Regions from separate parts of the Zea mays genome. Here region 2 is linked to region 1. The links are chromatin contacts, called in public Hi-C maps. All regions are on one chromosome and are shown on one strand. Each heading gives the region's core, a stretch centred on a gene start, on an enhancer-like site or on the middle of the called end of the contact. The rest is flanking DNA. Distances are from core to core; before and after follow the strand shown.

Evidence for each region. A called contact is a pair of places that touch in the nucleus more often than the background predicts.
Region 2: a Hi-C map of leaf mesophyll shows a contact between it and region 1, with 2.9 times the contacts expected there. The contact joins the promoter of LOC100194270 here to the promoter of sbp9 in region 1. A contact is called at or near these places in 12 of 25 Hi-C or Micro-C datasets (bundle sheath, ear, endosperm and 4 more).

What each region holds. Positions count from the first base shown.
Region 1 is chr8:519,455-522,977 of Zm-B73-REFERENCE-NAM-5.0, forward strand. sbp9 (SBP-transcription factor 9) reads right to left here and starts at 1,800. Exons shown (of 12, transcript NM_001362258.1): 1 at 1,628-1,800; 2 at 891-1,499; 3 at 1-6. The coding sequence starts at 1,408.
Region 2 is chr8:741,777-745,299 of Zm-B73-REFERENCE-NAM-5.0, forward strand. It overlaps LOC100194270, which reads left to right and starts at 1,654. Exons shown (of 11, transcript NM_001359439.1): 1 at 1,654-1,711; 2 at 2,267-2,815; 3 at 2,888-3,285; 4 at 3,362-3,523. The coding sequence starts at 2,431.

The DNA.
Region 1 (3,523 bases), core at 550-3,049:
TGAAACCTAAAATGGCATACAAATTATTTACTTTCTTCAGCTGATGAGCAAATGAAAGGAAACATAAAAAATGCTCGGTGTATTAAAATATGAATTTCAAGTTTTATGCTAAACTCAATATCATGATAGGCTGCTAAAGTTAAGATGTATGTAGAAGAAAGAGCAATGTTTGGTTTTTTTTCTTCTGCTATGTTGTACGATGCAAAATGTTGGCCTACAAAAATATGACATGTCCAACAGATAACTATTGCGGAAATATGTATGCGATAATGAATTTGTGGTCGAACAAGAAGAGATTGAGCCTATAACTATGATGTCATAGGCTAGGGGTAGCACCAATTAAAGAAAAACTTGTCCAACACCGGTTGAGATGGTTCAGACACGTAGAACGAAGACCTCTAAAGGCACTAGTGCCTAGTGGGATCCTAAGGGGATAGCAATGGGAACAGAGACAAGAGAAGACCAAAGTTGACATAAAAAGAAACAGTAAAAAAGACTTGAAAGGATGGAATATATAAAGTTTGCTTTAGTCTTAAATAAGAGTGCATGAAAAACAACTATCCAAGTGGTTGAACCTTAGACTTGTGCTTTCGGTTGGGTTTCAACTCTGAGTCTCTGACCTACACCAACTTATTTATGAACGGATCCTATCATGGAGCAAAAAAAACTAATGTGTTCAGCATTTCTCAAGGTTAACGATCAGTAATTCGTTTGTGTTGTGTGCCTGTGACACCAAGGTAATGAGCCTTTTTATCTCTTTTATTTCCCCCTTTGGGTTTTGTACCGGAGAAGTGTTTCTTTTTCTTTCTCCAATACAGGTAGGGCACAGGACTCTTGCTGGAGAAAAAAAATTCAGCAGCTGTAATCTCACAACGAAATTGGTGACCAACCTGCTGCACTGCTGACAGAACCGATGCTCTACATTATTGATGCAGACCACTGTTGTCCTGGTATGCGCTTCACACACCTTGTGCCTCTTATGGTAGTCCCTGGCACCACTAAGATCAGCTTGGCAGCCGTCAACCTGGCAAGAAGGAGTGGTGCTCGAATTGGCACCTTTCCTGGGTCTCGTCTCCTCAGTGTTCCGCCCTCTCTGAACACACACCACGTGACTGTTGTCTCCATCTGCTACCGCAGAATTGCTGCACCCACCGCTGCCGTCCTCCTCTGGTGAGAGCCGCCGCCTCTTGTCAACGACGACGCCGAAATCGATCTCCCCCTGACCTCGGCTCAGCTCCCTGCTGATGGACTCGGATGGCGCGGCGGCCGCTGGTGTGGCCAGGAACAGGTTGGCGTCCCACCTCCAGTCGTTCAAATCCCAGTCGAGGCTCCTGTTCTTGTTCCCACCGGACATTCTCGCCGCACCGGCTTGGTCACCGATCTCTTTCCACAGGAAACCGGCTTCCATTTCCTCGGCCTTCTCTTTCGAGGGAAATTGACCCTGCTGTTGGCACGTATGACGAGCATCCAAAGATCGCTGGATTCAATTACATCCCCGACTACAGCCGAAACAAACACAGGGAATTAGATACGAACACCAACACGAACACAAAGGGACTGCCAACCCTGGGTTGGGACTTGGGACAAAATCCTGAAACTACTGAAGAGTACAAGAACCAAGAAGTACCTTCGTTCGGCCCCGGCGGCTAGAACGATACCGTGGTTGGCAAGCAACGCCCTTGAACATGAAAGGCGAGAAATGATTGAAGAAATGGAGATGGAACAGTAGCTCATGGAGAGAGCCGAGTCAAGTATTGGGTACCGTGGGTTAGGACCGGTTGGGGATGGGGCTACTACTTTTCCTCTCACGGATCCTGGAGGCTGGAGCGGCGGAACAGAGGCGGAAGCCGGAAGGGCTCGCGGTGGAACGGGGGGCGAAGTATCCTGGGGAGGCAGAGCCCTCCCCACCGGCATATTCACACTCGAACCACCACCGCCTCTTTTTCATCTCCCCTGTCTCTTGTCTGGCGCTCGGACAGCGACGCCACGACCAAGGGCCGGTTGGACCTTTGGAAGAGCAGGTGACTTGATGACGCAGGGCGGCGCGACGATTCCTCGTTTCCATGACGACTCGCTCGCTGGGCGGTCGGCCCCACGGCCGACGCGGCGCCGCAGGCCGTTTCCTCTTGCTCCGGGGGCTGGACTCAGGGTTCACCGATCCGTTTTACAACCGAAAACCGTCCCTCATCGGTTTCGGTCCGGTACAACCGATTATAATATATCTAGATTATAATATATCTAGATTATAATCTGGATTATATAATTTAAATTATATAATCTATAAGCTGAAACAAACAGTCCTAAGTCCAGGACACATCCCCTCACCTACATCGTTGTCTGAGCCGCCTCATCGACCTTGGTGCCGCTTGGCGGAAGCAGACGAGCGACGAGCACCGCTCGCACCGTCGGAGGAGGTGCTCGCCGTGCCATCGTCCTCGTGCATCCCCGGTGGAGAGCAAGGCTCAGTCGTCGTCTTGCCCGTCCATCAGGATCGGTGGCAGAGACCATAGCAAGAGAAAGAGAACGGGGGAGAGACCGGGAGCAGCGACGAAGGGGGTTGCATTGAGACGTTATTTGTTGGATGGATCTAGATTAATTTGAATTGGTGTTTTATTTAGGGTACAATTATCTTTTTGTAAGCTCTATAAAATTCTTAAATTTACTTTAATTATAATAGGAATAACACGTGTAGCAAATTTAGATCTAAAAATAGCACGTAAAAAATATTTTGGCTATAGTTTCGCTCACCTTTGATGTTTTTCGGAGTTTTTAGGGCTAATGTGACAGTCCCATTGTTGACGCTTTTTCGGAGCGCCAAATACTCAAGAAAAACCGGCGGCGGTGCTCTCTGGTCAGGCGCGGACGGTCCGCGGCCTAGGGTCGGACGGTCCGCGACTTGGCGCAGGGGCTAGGGTTTCCTGCCTGACGGCCGGACGGTCCGCGCGGCGGAAGATTGCCGGCGGCGCCTGGATCTCGCTCCCGGGAGGGACCCCGTCGGGGAGGAGAGATCCTAGGGGTTTTCTAGGCTCGGGCCGGCCGACCTAGACTCCTCTAATCGGCGTAGAGTCGAAGAGAGGCGAAGAATTTGGGGATTGAGAGGCTAAACTAGAACTAGACTAGAACTACTCCTAATTGTACTGGAAATAAATGTGAATAGAAGTTGTATTGATTCGATTGATGATTACAAATCGGTCGTAGACCTCTCTTTATATAGAGGAGGGGGGCTAGACCCTTTACACGACTGGATTCCGAGCTAATTTCGCAAATCTAACCAACAAACATGGCACAAAACTCGGAACCCTAAACTGCTCTGCGCATGCGCGGACCGTCCGGCCCACAGGCGCGGACTGTCCGGACCGCGGATCGTCCGGCCTCAGGGCCGGACCGTCCGCCAGGCTCAAAACGGTGCTCAACATATGCCCCCTGCCTTTCGGTGGAGCTGAGCAAACCAAAAGCAACTAACTCGATGTGATTACATCGGTTTTCTTAGGCATCTTGCCACATACTAGGATGGTACTATTTG
Region 2 (3,523 bases), core at 404-2,903, 220 kb after region 1:
AGCAGCAGGAGGAACGGGCGAGTAGTGGTTGGTTGCCTTTGTTGGGTTAGTTAGTTGCGTTGCCCGGCCTCCGTCCCCCATCTGCACCTGCATCAACGTGGCACTTTAATTTCCTCATCATGCATGCGGCCGGTCTATCTTTTTTTTTTTATTATTACTGGAAGACGTCAGCCTCCCCTTGGCCGCACGCAGCGCAGGCGTGGGCGTGCCCAGCCGGACGAGGAGTCGCAGTCGCCACTAGCGTCGTCCCTGGTGGCGTGATGGCATGCGGTTGACCCCGCGTGGAAGGGAAAGGGGGACGCGACGCAGGGGAGACACGGGTCCCCCAAAGCGAAACGCCAACCCCAGTCCCTCCAGCCAACCAGGCAGACAAACCGCAAACTAAAACCAGAGCAGCGATCAGCAGAGCGCGCCACCGCATGCGCCCCGTGCTCGCGCATCTCTCTCGCTGCCTTGAGAGGCCGCGCACCGCCGGCGCCGTGCCGGTGGGAGCGTGACCACTGGCCACCACGGACGGGATGGGCGTGGCAGCAGGACGGAGGGAAGGGCGGGGCCAAAACGCGTGGGAGGACCTACTGCTGCGCCCTCGGTTCTGTTGCCGTTGCCAGCCATGGCGGATTCTTCATTTCGTCTCGTTTTCACGGCCGTGACAAAAAAAAAAAAAAAAAAGTAACACACCACACGCACACGGGCAGGCGCTGGGCGTGCGTGCAGCAGGACTGGAGGGTGCGTGCCGTATCTAGGCCGCATGCTAGCTAGATAGAGGGTATTCCATACGACCAGATACACTAGTATCCGATCCGACTTGGATCGTTCGTATCTCGCGCGGTCGGCCCCCCGGGCGCGTAACTACTCCAGCATCACAAGCGACCAACACAACACAGTAACCTAGTACTTGCTACTTGTACCACAAAGAAGAAGAGCAGCATTTTTCGTCCTCGTATGACCGACCACATCAAAGACCAGGAAAAGTCGCAAAATGTCACGGGCACGCAGGCCCTCACGGCATGGCGAGCCAGTTGATCGATCCACACCACATCCTATCTAGTCGACCTCGGCCAATGCAAGCACGCGTGCCGAGCCTCAGCTGTTGCGTGCGCGCCATATTGCAGCAGTGCCATCCACAAGGGTACCGTGTGCCTGCTGCAGCCGGCAGGGTAGTAGCGAATGCACACACACACACACAAAAGACACAACGCACGGGGGTATGGCCGTATGGACCGCGGTCATTAGCAGCTGCTATCGTATTATTTACTAGTGTGGTAAACATCGGATAGGAGATTAGGTCCCATCCATGTCAGGGCTTGTTCGGTTAGCTCTCAATCCATGTGGATTGAGTGGGATTGGATGGGTTTTAATCCCAAACAAGTCAAACTTTTTCTCAATTTTTTCCAATCTCATCTAATCCATGTGTATTGGGAATAACCGAACAAGCCCTCATGTGGGATGCCACCACGTGATCCCACCACGACACGGACACCCCTGCTGTCTGTCTGTCTGTCTGTCAGACTGCCTAACCCGCGACCATCAACCTATAAGGGATACTCCTACCACATAAACAAAAGCTGAATTGTGATTTGTGGACGGAAGGCCCACATCTATAAATACCCAGCATCCATCCATCCATCCATCCAGCAATTATAACCACCGGCTCGGCGAGTGGGAGACGGAGCACGGATGCTTTATCCCACCCTGTGACACTGCCGCCATGGTGAGTAGCGCGTGGTATGGTAGTGGTACTGGTAGCCTCTCACATTTTTATATGCTTGCTCGCCCGCCATGGATACCGAAACCACCGTACTGCTGTCTCCTACTAGATTTTAATCACTACCAGGCGCCGTTCTCCTCTCTCTCTCTTTCCCCGTCTCAAGCTTGCATTTTCTCTCTCTCTCTCTTTCCCCGGTGGTGCGGTGCGGTGCGGGTGCTGGACTGCTGGCCTCTGCGTCCGCATCCGGCGGGCAAGTGCGAAAGCTGCCAACTCTTTCCCTGCTCGGTTTTCCCTTCTCCAGGCCAGCCACACCACTTCTTCGCCAAGCTCGCATCCATTTCCAAACTCTTACCTCCATCCCCCACCTGCCCTCCTTTATCTCCCAAATCGGTCTTCTTGCGCTGGTGGAATTCCTCGTCGGCGGTATAGATTCAGATTTGCTGTTGCTCTTGTGCTGCTCTGCTCCCCGGATTTCTACTACTGCGAGCTTCTTTCTAGCTGTGAGGCACTGAGATGGATCCGCTGCTGAATGTGTGTACAATTATTGGGCCGTGGCAGGTGGCGAGTGAGGCGCTGCTGGTGGTATGCAGGAGCTAGGAGGTAGGCAACAACCATACGAAGGCAAGGGCGAGCGGAGCCGAGGCACACCGCGCGTTCTGCGCCGACCAGCACTGCCCGATCTCGCGCGGGGGAGGGGGGATTCGTGAGCGCCGGCGGCAGCCATGCCGGAGTCCTGGAGACCCGCCGAGGCGGATGCCCTGCAGCCGGCGGCAGGCACGGCGTCCGCGTCCGGCCCCTCGGCTCGGAGCCCGGGCAATGGCGCCAAGGGGCGCGGGGCGGGGGAGCCCCCCGGCGCTGCGGCGACGCGGGTGCCGTTCCACAGGCTGTTCGCGTTCGCGGACTCCGCCGACGTGGCGCTCATGCTGCTGGGCGCGCTCGGGGCCGTGGCCAACGGCGCCGCCTTGCCCTTCATGACCGTGCTCTTCGGCAACCTCATCGACGCCTTTGGTGGCGCGCTCAGCGTCCACGACGTCGTCAGCCGGGTGTCCATGGTCTCGCTCGACTTCGTCTACCTCGCCATGGCCTCCGCCGTCGCTTCCTTCGTCCGTAAGTTCCACCTCTTGCGTAACGCGGCCAGACACTGAGCACTGAGCACTCAACTGTTCGCCGTCCGACCAGAGGTCACCTGCTGGATGATCACCGGCGAGCGTCAGGCGGCGCGGATACGGAACCTGTACCTCAAGACGATCCTCAGGCAGGAGATCGCCTTCTTCGACAAGTACACCAGCACCGGCGAGGTCGTGGGCAGGATGTCCGGCGACACGGTGCTCATCCAGGACGCCATGGGCGAGAAGGTCGGCAAGTTCGTCCAGCTGCTGGTGACCTTCTTCGGCGGCTTCATCGTCGCCTTCGCGCAGGGCTGGCTGCTCACCCTGGTCATGATGGCGACCATCCCGCCGCTCGTCCTGGCGGGCGCGGTCATGTCCAACGTCGTCACCAAGATGGCGTCCCTGGGCCAGGCGGCCTACGCGGAATCGTCGGTGGTGGTGGAGCAGACCATCGGTTCCATCAGAACGGTGAGAGCACACAAACGAAACAGTACACACATGTGTGACCATGACTGACTGACGAAACCTCCTCCTGCTGCTGCAGGTCGCGTCTTTCACCGGCGAGAAACGGGCGGTGGACAAGTACAACATGTCCTTGAAGAACGCGTACAAGTCCGGCGTCCGAGAGGGCCTCGCCACTGGGCTTGGAATGGGCACGGTCATGGTGCTCCTCTTCTGCGGCTACTCGCTAGGGATTTGGTATGGC